Linked DNA regions of Gossypium hirsutum: region 2 is linked to region 1. The links are chromatin contacts, called in public Hi-C maps. All regions are on one chromosome and are shown on one strand. Each heading gives the region's core, a stretch centred on a gene start, on an enhancer-like site or on the middle of the called end of the contact. The rest is flanking DNA. Distances are from core to core; before and after follow the strand shown.

Evidence for each region. A called contact is a pair of places that touch in the nucleus more often than the background predicts.
Region 2: a contact with region 1 is called in a Hi-C map of leaf, with 2.0 times the contacts expected there. The contact joins the enhancer-like site here to the promoter of LOC107900765 in region 1. A contact is called at or near these places in 12 of 34 Hi-C or Micro-C datasets (callus, hypocotyl, leaf and 1 more).

Annotation. Positions count from the first base shown.
Region 1 is chrD08:53,359,565-53,366,468 of Gossypium_hirsutum_v2.1, forward strand. LOC107900765 (notchless protein homolog) reads right to left here and starts at 4,343. Exons shown (of 13, transcript XM_016826468.2): 1 at 3,962-4,343; 2 at 3,603-3,684; 3 at 3,390-3,479; 4 at 2,948-3,073; 5 at 2,617-2,744; 6 at 2,232-2,431; 7 at 1,965-2,028; 8 at 1,713-1,823; 9 at 1,492-1,629; 10 at 1,249-1,391; 11 at 1,111-1,165; 12 at 594-650; 13 at 95-493. The coding sequence starts at 4,114. The coding sequence ends at 410.
Region 2 is chrD08:53,410,762-53,417,665 of Gossypium_hirsutum_v2.1, forward strand. LOC107900761 reads right to left here. Exons shown (of 2, transcript XM_016826464.2): 2 at 6,575-6,904. The coding sequence ends at 6,681. Among protein-coding and RNA genes, the nearest start is that of LOC107900762, 4.8 kb to the right of the region's middle. Within about 2 kb of position 4,225, at least 6 of the 9 cell types and tissues checked have an H3K27ac peak or open chromatin away from gene starts, as enhancers often do. A contact at or near this core is called in hypocotyl and leaf, where this site is marked.

The DNA.
Region 1 (6,904 bases), core at 3,093-5,592:
TTTGGATATGTGATAAACTCTTTCTCAGTATTCACCATTCTCAACAACTTGCTCTTTCTTTAATGCAAGTGTCAACCATTACCCTGGTTCCGTATAAAAAAATTGTCAATTGCCAACCTTAGCAATCGGCTATTTTACACTTCAAAAAAGATATTACATCCGTTTGCAATGTTTCGTACAGCTAGTATATATTGATATACACCCAGAAATCCTGAAAACCATGATAAATGGCTGCATAACTGCAATGTCGCACATAAAGGTTCCTACCAATCAATCCTGGTTCATTGCAGTTGCACGTATCACTGATCGTATCAGATAAATATATGGTGTTGCCATTGATGCAAACGCCACATGTTTATATTTCAACTTGATGGGATATGCTCTTTAGGCTCCATTTATCTGTAGGCTTCTAGCCCATCCACAACTTCAACACCCTATCCTTACCGCCTGAGGCAACTTTCTCACCGTCTGGACTCCAATCAACAGCAAAAACCTTTCCAAAAGTATAACGAGGATGAAGATTAGTCACCAATACGTCAGCAAACCTATATCAATGATTTTTTGGCTTTGCTATTGCCAGCAAGGGAACTTACCTCATCCGCGTGGCCTGGAAGGTCTTGTTTCAATTTTTTTGTTCGAATATCCCAAACCTTAACAAGAATAACATGCTTGTTAAAAACCACTAGCATTCCATACAAGCCCCCAATCAAGGAAACAAAACATAATTAATTGAAGTGATAGAAAATACACATTTGCTAATTAAGAGAAAGAACCAAGATTTTTAAGGGAGGCCTACAGATTGGGGTTGGTGGTGCAAGGAAGAGGAGGGACTCTGAGGGAGAGTAAGGCAGGAAGGACAGATATGTAGCAGAGGCAGAATGTGGAAGGATTACGATGCTAAAAATGAGGCCATGGCAAAACAACACTCACTCAACTGAGTCATAAAGGACAAAGAAAATCTAACTTTAATGTGGTTCGTTTCTATATTACCTCAAAACTAGAGTATGCAAGTATGTTTATAAAAGAATGCCTAATGAACTATCTCAACAATTTCTAATTATCTTTGAATGCTAAAAAAGGGGCAAAAGATATAAAATTCCTAGGAGTTACCTTCAAGGTGGAGTCTTTGCTTCCACTTAAAAGAAGCCTGCTATCTGCAGACCAGCTGAAGAACAACATGCAAAATACTTATTAATCCTGAGACATAAGACAAGAAACATGGAAACAAACTATAGAAACAGCTCAAACCTGATTTGATAAACAGGCCCAACATGACCTCGGAATGCAGCAACAAATTCTCCAGTAGTACCATTCCATAGCTTGACTGATTTATCAAATGACGCACTAGCCACCCATTGCCCATCAGGTGAGAAATAAACATGGTTTACAAGCTGCAAACAACAAAAAGAATGTACGAATTTACTTCTAAGCATGAAGAAGTCAACAATTTGGTTCACAATCAGACAGAGTTAGCAGCAGCATATGTCGTACCTGTTGATGACCGGTCATCCGAACTTTGTGGTGTTTGCTGACAGCAGGTTCCCATAGGAACATGGTAAAGTCATCAGATCCTGATACCAATCTCTCTGGGGCATTACCTTTCATTTTGTTGTATCTTTCTAGAGCAACCTAAATTATATAAGGAAATTTAATTGCTTTATTTCTTTTAATTGATTTTTTACGGAAGAAATTATGACACCAAATAACACTACCTTCTTCATTTCTTCCGGAGATGAATATTGTTTACCAGTATGATCAAAAGCTCCAGTGCGAAGAACATATTCTGTGCTTAATGCAAGGGAGTTAACCCAATGCCCGTGACCCTACAAAAAGTAGCAAAAGCAAATGAATTCTGTAATATGAAATTTCATAGTGTATACAGTAGCAATTTGATGTATAGACATGAAAATGGGCAGTTTAATGATAAACGTGACAGAAATTTTCTAGAAGATGCAAGAAATCACCTTCAATTCACGAATTAGCTTCCCTTGTGAAGTTTCCCACACTTTGATAGTACAATCCTGGGACCTTCAGCCAGTTTGACAAAAGGAGATCATTAGTAAGCAGTTGAACTTTAAATAAGGCTGTCAATTGGCAAGATGACTAGATGATCAACAAAGTGCTTGTTATTTCTGTCATTCCCAAGGAAAACAGAGATTCCACTTTCATGGAACAGAGTGAAATGACAACAGAAAATATTATCAGAATCAAAGAAACAGAACAAATTGTACCCTGTATATATGACCCCATCTCCACCCCACTTCACACAAGTTACAGCAAGTGTGTGGCCACTGAGACAAATAACACATTTCTTTAAGGAAATATCCCATATGCGGGCATCACCATCTTTGCTCGCACTTACAAAGCGACGGCACGGAGCATTTAGATGTACAGGTTCCCATGAGATACCGGTGATCCATTTCTTGTGGCCCTATAGCGGAATCCATGTATTAGCAACATGTTTATATGAGTAAGACAATAGAATAAACACAAAGAAATTATTATTACATTGCTTTTTTACCAAATCCATGCGATAGAGTTTCAGTTTAAAGAGGTCAAGAAACCATACCGAATTATTAAAAAAATAATGTAGTTATTCAAGAGTAAAGACTTTACAGTCAGTGGATTGCCAGCAGGCTTCCCTGTTTGTGGGTCCCAACATTGTAGTTCCCCAGACTTGCTGCCACTGACAAGATGTTTACCATCAGGAGACCATGCGATACAGAGAACCCAGTTTTTATGTCCTGAAAAAAAAAAATCAGAAGACAAATGATTATCATAAAGCAAAGAAATACAATGAGTGCAAAGAATTGCAATAGCATGAACTTCATGTTACATGGCATCCATTTTTCCAATTCCATTTGTACGAGTAAATAGTTCTCTGGTGTTCAAACAACTTTACAGTCAAGCTGACTAAGAAAACAGTATCAAATATGAATTTTCTAACCTGTGCATGTAAACATTGGTGTCTGGGTATTTAGGTCCCATAGTCGGACAGTGGTATCACCTGAGCCACTTGCCAACTGTCGTCCATCAGGACTAAACGCAACAGAAAGTACTGCTTCAGTATGACCTATTGTGACAAAGCAACAACAAAGATTAAGGATAACCAATCCAATTACGCTAAAGGAATGCTAGTAAACATTTTATACCTAATTCATCCATATAAAGAAAAATATGAATAAGTTAAACGGAACTGCTTTTTAGACAGGAAAATTAGCTGAGCCTGAATCAGAAAAAAATAATTTCTTTGAAGTTTGATGATATCATCACATCAAGAGCCCACGCAAGACACAACAAGCAACTTGTTTCTTTCTTGAGCATGCAAACCCATGATTTCAACATTCGTTTGATAAAGTTTTGATAGCAAATATATATCAATCTCATACCAGCAATTGTAGCTGAACACCGATTAACCGGACGAATCCTGAAAACTGCCTGCGGTTGATAAACTATCGACAGTGTTTTCTCCATGGAAACTGAAAAGTTGATGATCCAAATTAACCAGACAATAATAGGTTAAGGATAATGAGAAATGTAAAAGAATCAAGTAGTGGAAGCAACACTGTCACACATTCACTTTCATCAGCTCGCAAACTGACCTTTATTCTTCTCCAAGTAATTTCCAAGCGGCACAAGAAGCTCTTGATTAGATATATAAAATGCATACGGTAACTTCTCCTCCTGAAGAAAGGAAACCCAAATAGCAAAGTTCATCACTCTCGCAGCTCTAGAAGCATTTTATTATCATGACAAATTAAATCACTTTGGAAAGAAAAACAGGCATAAAGAATGATAAAAAAAAATCAATTCTAAATAATTCAAAGACAAATATAAAAGAAATTGCATGAAACTTTGAATACAATGCATCACACGTAAATTAAACGAAAAATCAAAAATTAACTTGGAACCAGTTAGAACCAAATATCAAGCACTGAAGCAGACAATATAAAGAGGTTACATTTTTTAGGAGAGTATTGACGATCTGTTGAAGCTGAATAGGACCGACGTTCTGGGGAAGGTACATGGTGCCTCCCAGGGTGGTCCCTTCCGGGTCTGTTAATACGCACATAACGCTTTTCCCCGTCTCTCCTTGCTCTGTTTCCACCTCCATTTTCTCTTTTTCCTTCTGTTTGCTGTTGTGATGAAAATGGGGGCTTCGGAAGGGGACTAGGTGGTTTTAAGAAGATTTAGGGGTTTTGGTTACTACCGAATTGGAAATGGAGATTGGGAAAATTTAGGGTTAAGGGTTTTACTGTCGGAGGTTTAAAGGGGCGGTGGTAGGTTGTGATGAGATTCACTGGAAATGGATGCGGCTTACCTATGTGGCCACATCATTTGCCCTTCAATAGAACTCTTGAAATGATGCTTTTTTCAACTTTGATTGAGTAATTTAATTGTCATCATCACTCATCACATCATTGCTAATGGACAGTCTGCCATGTGATCTGGTGTTGATTATATTAAGGCCCAACCCAATCGTTCATCGGATTACGACAGGGTGACGTGTTGAGCCCATACTTGTTGTTTTCGTTTATAGTGAGCATTTCGAAGGGGCAAACCGGGAAGAGAGGTAGAATCAGGTGAGAGCAAGACACATCAAGTTTTTTGTAAACAACGAAAACAACTGTGATAATGAAGGAGTCTTTGGTGGATGAGTTAATTCTGATAATAAGAGGAAATGTCTCGCATTCTATAAGTTCCAAGTACCAATAGACCTGATTTACTGACGGTAGTCGATAATGGGTTAGAATAAAAGGGTTGCATTCTGAGGTTTCACAGATAAGTTATAGGTATGACATGGAGGTGATTATGGGTCGGGTCGGGTTGATCCAGAAAAAAATTTGGTCCGCATCCTAGGCCTGGGCCCATCTGGCCCAAAATATAGGCCTAAAATTTTGTCCAGGCCCGGCTCAGGAAAAATTCCTAAGTCCGAGCTCGGCCCGGCCCGGTCTAATTTTTTAATAAATACAAAAAAATTATTTTAAAAATAAAAAAATAAAAAAAGTATTTTAAAAGTATTTTAAAAATATTTTAAAAATAAAAAATATATATTTATTATATTCGGCCTGGGTCAAAGAAGTGGTGCCCGAGGCCCGGCCCATTTTCTAAACGGGCCTTTTTTTGCCCAAACTCATATTTCGGGCCTATATTTTTACCTGAACCCTCCCATATTTCGGACGGGCCGTCGGGCCGGACCGGGCCTCCCGACCCATGATCACCTCTAGTATGACATGCTTCCTAATCCCTAATTCATTATGTTGTAATTATGTTATTAGTTAGTTTTAATTAGGATGACAATAAAATTTGAGAAATTGAAAATTCACCTAATCTAATAACTATGTTATTTCAACTAAACCAATTGTTTTTTATTTAATTAATTTTTATGATGTAAAAATTAATATTTTATATAAAATAGTGAAAGAAACTTAAAAGTTCTATATAAATATATATATTTAAAACAACCATATAAATTTTAATGATTATTTTTATTTACTTGATTTGTTTAGAAATATTTTAAAAAAAAAACTTTGAAATTTTATCAAATAATATCCCAACAAGGGTAAAAAAAATTATTTTGTCAAAATAAAATAAAATTAAAAAAAACAATAACCAAATTAAACGTAATTATGATAGATGATTAAAATCTAATCAAATTTAGCTGTTATCACTCTCACCCCTAGTTTTGGTGACAAAAAACTTTTAAGTAGAGCATTGCATTCATTGGTGAAAATGTGTTGAGAGTTTGCGAGTCTAAACGCAAATGACGGACTTGGCTTGGTCGGAGTTATGCGAGTCCAAGGCAAATGGTGAACTTGCCTTTTGTGATATGGCCAAGTTCAATATAGTATTGTTAGCAGATCATGGATGGAGGCTTTTGTTCAACCCCACTTCATTGGTAACAAGAGCGACTAGATCTAAATATTATCAATCTACAGATTTCATGAGAGCAAGTTTAGGGACAAACCCTTCTCTCATTTGGAGAAGTATTTGGAGTGCTTAAGGCTTTATGAAAGTAGGATTGAGATGGAAAGTTGGGTGGTGTCATTGCATCTTAATTTGGAATGACGGTTGGTTGCTTGGCAACTTGCAAGATAGAAATGACTGTGGTAAGTAATTATGTTGAAATAATTTCAAATTTGATTAACACAAATGATCTTTTTCTGACTCGCAATCAGGCGAAAAATGTTATGGTGTATAAAGGTGAGAATGCATACTTCTGGTCGATGTGAAGGGACTACAAGTTGTTGACTATAAACACCTTAGATAGCTATGGTCTAGTTAATTTATTTCTTGATACTAAAAATTATTATAGGCACATTTGAAATATTACAACTTTCACAAAAATTAAAACCAACAGTTAGAAAATCCATTACAACTATTGTAACACGCCTCATCTGTCTCAACGTATGGTACGAATAAGAGGTGCCACTAGAGCTATAAAAAATCTTGGAGTTATTTAAAATTTCAAATATCAAAAACATTTAGGGTTAATGGCATGGATGACCCCTATACTTTGGGGTTTGTTCTAATGTGGTACCCAAAGTTTCAAAATGTCCAATTAAGTACTTGTACTTTCTTTTTGTTAACTAATGTAGTACCTGACCCTAACGACGTCAAGATTTGTGCTACCATGGCGTGTCGCTCACTCGGAACACGTCACATGTCCAAATATTGACCCTTGATCGCATTTCGTAAGCCCTTTTCTGCAATATTACCTTTTTCTTTTATTTTCCTTAAAAAATCAAATAAATTAATTTCTCAAAATTTTATTGATTTAATTTGAAAACAAATAATGAAAGTAAATGAGAATTAAAGGAAAAGTTATATAAAAAAAACCCAAAAACAATTGAGTCATCTCTTTATCCTAAGAAAGACTATTGAACTGAAAAAATTGAAGAAA
Region 2 (6,904 bases), core at 2,975-5,474, 51 kb after region 1:
GTTTACATTATTTATCTCTTTGTTTTCTCTTTCTTTCTTCTTCCTTATAATGTCTAGCAGTACTAGTAATGCTCAAAATTTGTCCTTTCGAGATTGAGACGTTGGCGATTAATTTTGTTTTTGAACTTCATCATCTACTTGCCCTGCTTGAGGAGATAAAAACAGTTATTACATCGATTTTCAGAATTAGACCAACTAGACTAGGAAGTGGGAACCAATTGAGGTATTGATTTAGAGATAGGGAATGAATTGATTGACTCATGAACCGAAACACACCGAATACAAACTAAAAAACCCAACTGAACCATTTTCTATATTTTCAAATATTTATAAGTATTAAGATGAGAAAAAGGTATAATTTAAATACCACTTTATAAATTAGGCCAAACCATTAATAGCCATGTTTACTAACATCCCACCTTTCTCAAAATAGAGGTGCCATTTGGTGATTAAGCCCACTTCATATTATGGCATTCATATTTATTATTAGGCCCGCCTGATCCCTCCAAAATTTAGCATATTCAGCACCTAAAAATAAAATAGGTAAACTACAATATTAGTCACCCTGCTATTAGTATATTTCCATTTTGGTCATGAAACTATGAAAAAATTTAATTTTGTCATTAATGTTTTACATTGTTTTTGTTTTGGTCACTCTACATTAAATGGTTAAGCAACATTTTTCTAATTGGTATAATAACACATTTAGTCATCAATAATCACATATTTTAAAAAAAAAATTAATCTTAATCCTAAATAATTAATAAATTTAACTCTCCACAAAACACATATAATTAAATATAAATAAAATAAATTATTATTATATATAAAAACACAATTTATCCCGAAGTCCATTATAATTCTCTCATTTTGGCTTGAAGGTTTTCAAGTTGGTGAATTTTCCCGGCGAGGTCTTATAACTGAAAAGGGACGTTTTCAATTTGTTTACCACAACAATATCCCTCCGTTAAACCCAATTTTCAGAAGCTCATAACCCCCATTTCCATATCTCTTTGAAATTCATAATCTAACATCGGGTGTGTGTTTTCTTGGATCCAACCCCAAGACTGAAATGGCGTCATCCAGTGGTTCAGACTCCCGTCTCTTCTTGTGCCGTCATTACCAAAATCACGTCCTGTCGTCCAACAACTTCCTTGACCCTCTCTCTCTCTTATTATCTTCATTTTGTTTCTCAAGTGTTTGATGTATCAAGCTTCTTGTTTTACTACCCAGGTTTCAGTTCTTTGTTCTTTAGTTTAGGAGGAAATATTTCCTCCAATCAGTGTATATATTAATATTTCATTAACTATAGAGTTGTGGTTAACCTTTAGAATTAACTAAAAAACAGTCGGACGATTTGATGAGTGTGTAAATTTCTTTTTCTTCGCCAAAATTTATTAGGTTTCATTCATCGTCCACAGTTGATGATGTGGTATTTTGGTTCTCTAATATGTCGAAACCATTTTTTGAAAATAAAAAATTTAGGTTGTCGACCTAAAAAAATGAAAATTTGGGAGTCGCCACCAATCTTTTATTGAGGTGTGATTGGATCACCTAAAAAAACAGCTTTGGTCTACGAGTTTTAGAAAAAGGGATTCGGGAGTCAGTTACGTACGAGGAAGGATTAGCACCCTCGTAACGCCCAAAATTGGTACCTAGTTAATTAATTAGTATCTTAAGGTCGAGAATTTAGAAAAAACGTAATCCTTAGCAAAACTTAAAAGGCTACGTATTAAGACCCTTATTATTTCAGAGAAAGAAGATACCACACCCAATGCGTTAGGGCACAACATTCTAATTTTCCCCAAAATGAATTGGGCCAAAATACTTGTACAATAAAACTTTAAAAGAACATCCACTCATCCAAGATTTAAGAAATCACACCCAATACGTTACGGCACGATTCCTCTAGAATCCCAAACTCGGAATATTCCCTTTACTTTAAAAGAACATCCACTTATCCAAGATTTAAGAAATCACACCCAATACGTTAGGGCACAATTCCTTTAAAATCCCAAACTCGGAATATTTCATTTATTATTTTTTAAAAAAATCTTCATTTCGAGAAATCAATGCGTCACATCCAATACGTTAGGACACAACGTGTTGAATTCCCAATAATGAGTTTTTATGTTTTTTGATTGAAGAGAAATGCTCGATTGTCGGATTTAACGAAGAAAATCGGAACCCAATACGTTAGGGTTCAATTCCCTTGAAAATCCTAAATACGAACATTATCTCAATTTAAAAAAAATTTCTATCTTTAAATTTGAGTAAAAAATTATGTAACGTGATTTTATACATATAAATGCTATAATAATAATAACAATAATAAATACATCATCGACATAAAAATAATATAAGCAAATGAATAAAACGAAATAAAAAAAGGATAATCCATGACATGCAAAATATTAAATGTAAACACAATTATACAATGGATGGGATAGCAAACAAATAAATAAGGATCAAAAGATGTACACATGGAAATTATGAAGATTAAAAATATACATATAATTTACAAATAAAATTTTAGGTTATAGAATTTATATATAAATACAACACATAATATACTTATGAAAATAAGGAAAAAAATAAGTATATTTTAAAAAAGGAAAAAAAGGTGAGTATTTAATCACTTAAAAACGTAAATATATACATATATATATATATGAAAATATTCATTTAAAAAAAAGAAAATATTCGTTTTTAAAAATATATATATGTGTACATATAAAAGGAATATATATAAATAAAAAAATTAGAATAAAAATAATAATTACACTATTAATTAATAAAATAAATAAAAAGAACATAAAAAACTAAATTGAATTGCAATTAAAAAATCTGGGGTAAATCCACAAATAAATAAAAGTAAAAGGACTAATTTGAACGCGCGAGTTACATAGAGGGGCTGGAAGGGAAATTTTCCCTTCTCCTCTAAAACAGCAGCGTTCAAAAGGATTAAATTGGAATTTAAAATAAATAAAAGGGTAAATTAAAAAAATAAAAAACTTAATTACAAAAACATTAAAAGGCGGAGGGGCGAAATAAAAATAGAATAAAATTCGAAATGGTATCACCTTCTCCTTTTTTTTAAAATCGTAAATAAGTAAAAAATAATCGAACGAAAAAAATAGTAAGCCACCTTTAAAAAACTGCCAATCGTTCTTTTTTTTATTATTTCTCCTCCCTCCCTTTTCTCTTTTTTTTTTTTACAATGAAGGGAGAGGCCTCTATTTATAGCTGAGCCTCCCCAAATCCAACGTTACAGATCAGTTACATCAACGACTGAGATTAAATGGTATCTACAAATTAAATCTCTAATATTACAAAATCATATATTCTAAGATTGCATATCATATCTAAGATTGCATATATCATATCTTGGATTACATACCATATCTAAGGTTGCATATTCTCAAAAATTATGTTTCCATATGTGAGCTCGAGCTAAAATTGAGTATTACATAATCAATTTGACTATGTTTGGGGAAGCAAAAGTGTTGAATTTGTAATTTGAGCACAGCAGGTAATCCTCAAAGAGTAGTTGTACATTCGAGATGTTGCCTGCCTCCCACCATAAGTAGCAGTGTGAGGAACTAGTCCCTTTTGAGTGATTTCATTAGAGTTTTAGTACTTGATAATTTTTTGTAATACCCATTGATGATGATGTTACAACCATCAAATCAAAAACCTTTCTCGCCTCATCCAAACCACTCGATATAATAACATCAACAAGCCATGGGCCCTCTTTAAGCTCATAAATATCACATATTACAAAAACCAAGAGCAAATTTCAAGGTGCTTAAAACATAGTAGTATAAATTGATAGACAAGTTCAGTGTTGGAAATGTTTGAAAATGAAGCTATCTGCATATAGAGAATAGTCTTTTTTATTATTAGGCCTTGAACTATGAACAAACATGTTGAGCTTACAAATCAGCAATACCAAAACAGGTCAATTAGTTCTCCATCAAAAGGCATCATTTTACAGAAAAATACCAAAACTTGAACATAATGGTTGGGTACAAGATGACGTGTCAAACCAACCAAAGAAATCCAGAAATAAAAAAGTTTGAAAATAAAATTTTTGGCCAAGAGAAAGAAACCTCTTTTGCTCTTCAATTTTGTAGACAAACAGAAATCTACTGTTAAGGGCAACTCTACAATTAATAAGATATTAATATAACCCACATGTCAAATTATGATTGGAGGGGCACAAATAAGGGGCAGGGGATTTTTATCCTGAAATCTGTGTTTTGTGCCCGACCTGCAGCATGGCCTTGGTCTCACTGTAACCTGTCAATTCGGCAACTTCTGGACCGACCTGCATCCGCCTTCTGTCCTTCCGCTACCATGAATGTGCTTTGCGAGCAATGCAGCAAATACCTATTAATGGAAACTTGTTAATACCTTCATTCATAGCAATAGATAGGGCCTTGAAAATTGATTTTGAAAAATGCTCTAGAAAATGACGAAATACTTTTGAAAAATTTAAGTGTTTGGTAGTGTTGTCAAAAAATATTTTTAAAGAATAAAATGTCCATTTTAGATATTATATTATAAAGTAATAAATATGTATTTAAATAATGTTCAAATTAGTTAATATTATGATATTTTAGTAAAAATATAAAAAATAATTTATTATAACTTATTGTTAATATTTTAATATATAATATTAATTTTAAATATTTCTAAATAATTAATATTAATTATTTATTAAATTTAATTAGAATATATAAACTATATTTAAATATAATAATTAAACATTTGTAATTAGATATTGACACAATTGAATTATTATAAAAATTATTTTTTATTTTTAATTAATGCTTTTAACATATTTGTATTATTTTATTTTAAAATGTATTTGAATATATAACTCATATTAGATATTAACATAACATAGAAAACATAAACCTAACAAATTAAAATATTACATATATTTGGATTAAAGTTTTAAAAAGGGATAATATTTATATACCAATTATAAATGCTAAAAATTTTACAATAACGTTTACAATTTAAAGTGAATTCATTAAACTAGAAGCTATAGCATCTCTTGTTAATTCCATTTCAAAACCACTTAAATTTTTTGATTCATCGTCATAATCACTATCATCATCATTGTCGTCATCATCATTATTTTCTCGACCATGTGCATTTTCTAAATCAATAATATTCTCATATGCCCAGTTAATATCTTCGTATTCCAAAAAATCTGCATCATTTCGACCGACATGTTTTCGGATAAAATTGTGTATCATCATTGTAGTAACAACGATCATCGTTTGCTTTTCAAAACTATAACTTGGCATATCCCTTAAAATGACCCTTTTTTTTTCAAAACACCAAAAGTTCGTTTAATCACATTACGTAATGATGAATGTGAATGATTGAATATCTCTTCTTTACCATATATCGATCTACCCCTACGAAAGTTAAGTAAATGATATTGCTGACCTCTATATGGTCCAAGATAACCTTTCATTTGAGGATATCCAGAATCAACAAGATAATATTTTCCTACAAATCATAATATACCAAACAATTAATTCAAGATTTTTTTTATAAAAATTATCAATTAAAGAACTTATACTTTATTATTTAAAAAATCACATATAAATAAAATATCTAACCATTTGTTGCATCAAGAAATATTCTAGTGTCATGTGCCGATCCTTTTCATCCAGCCATGACAAATGTGAAACACATATTAAAATCACTTATTGCCATAACATTTTGAGTCGGATACATTTTCTTCCAATATAGGGAATTTGTTCATTTGATGGAAGAATAGCCGCAATGTGAGTACCATCAATTGCACATATTTTTAGTTGACCAAATATATCAAACTATAATAATATAAAATTAAATTTTAACCTTAAAATGCGACATATATCTAGAATCTTTACGTATTTGTTCGGGTATTGAGCTAAAAAAAGGATTTTCAGGTGCAATTAGATCAGTGGCCATCCTTGAAACTTTCTCAAGCACAACTGCAAAGTGTCGACTTATTGTTAATCCAGACCTTTGAAATTTTTCTCGACATTGGGAAACTTTTGCACCGGTGCCCAAGATGTATAAAAAAATTCCCAACATTTCACTAGAAGATATGTTTCTTGAAGTTTGCAAGTTGTATCTTGTCTCCAAAACTCTCAACAAACTTGTGAATACCATTTTAGACATCCTAAAATTAATCATTCAACGTGATTCGTGACCGTCAAGGATCTCTCGGATCCATATCTCACCTGACTGTTTTAAATCCATGTATGGTTGGCTCAATATATACTTCTCGTAATATAATTGCACGGAAGAAGATGCAACAACAAATAATCAGTTAAAACATTCTATGCGTTGTAAAATTTTTTTTTTCCCTTTCATCATCACCGCTGTAATCGTCAACTATACTCATCACCTGTGAATAAATTTACTTTGTAAAATTATATATAAACAACTATTGATAAAACTAATTTAGTAAAAATAAGTAGAACATAAATTCAATATCTAAAGACCAAACATAAACAAATATTAATAAAACTAGATTACACATAAATAAGTAGAACATAAATTCAATATCCAAAAACCAAACATAAATAACTATTGATAAAACTAGTTTAGCATTGTCAGCTAGTCACATAATAGATATCTTTGAACCCTAGAAGATCAGAAAATTTTCAACTATCCTCCATTTCTGTCTTAAGCCATAAAGCTCTAATCTTGGGATTAATTGATAAAAACATAATTCGCTTGTCCTTATAGAGCAGTAATTTAAGTGCGAAAAAGTACAGCGGACTAGCTTCTGGAACTTCTTTCGACATGCTGTCAAGCATTTTGACTGCTAGTGGAATACCATATGGATCCATAACAGGAGTCAAACTAGATGTGGCTTGACTCATAT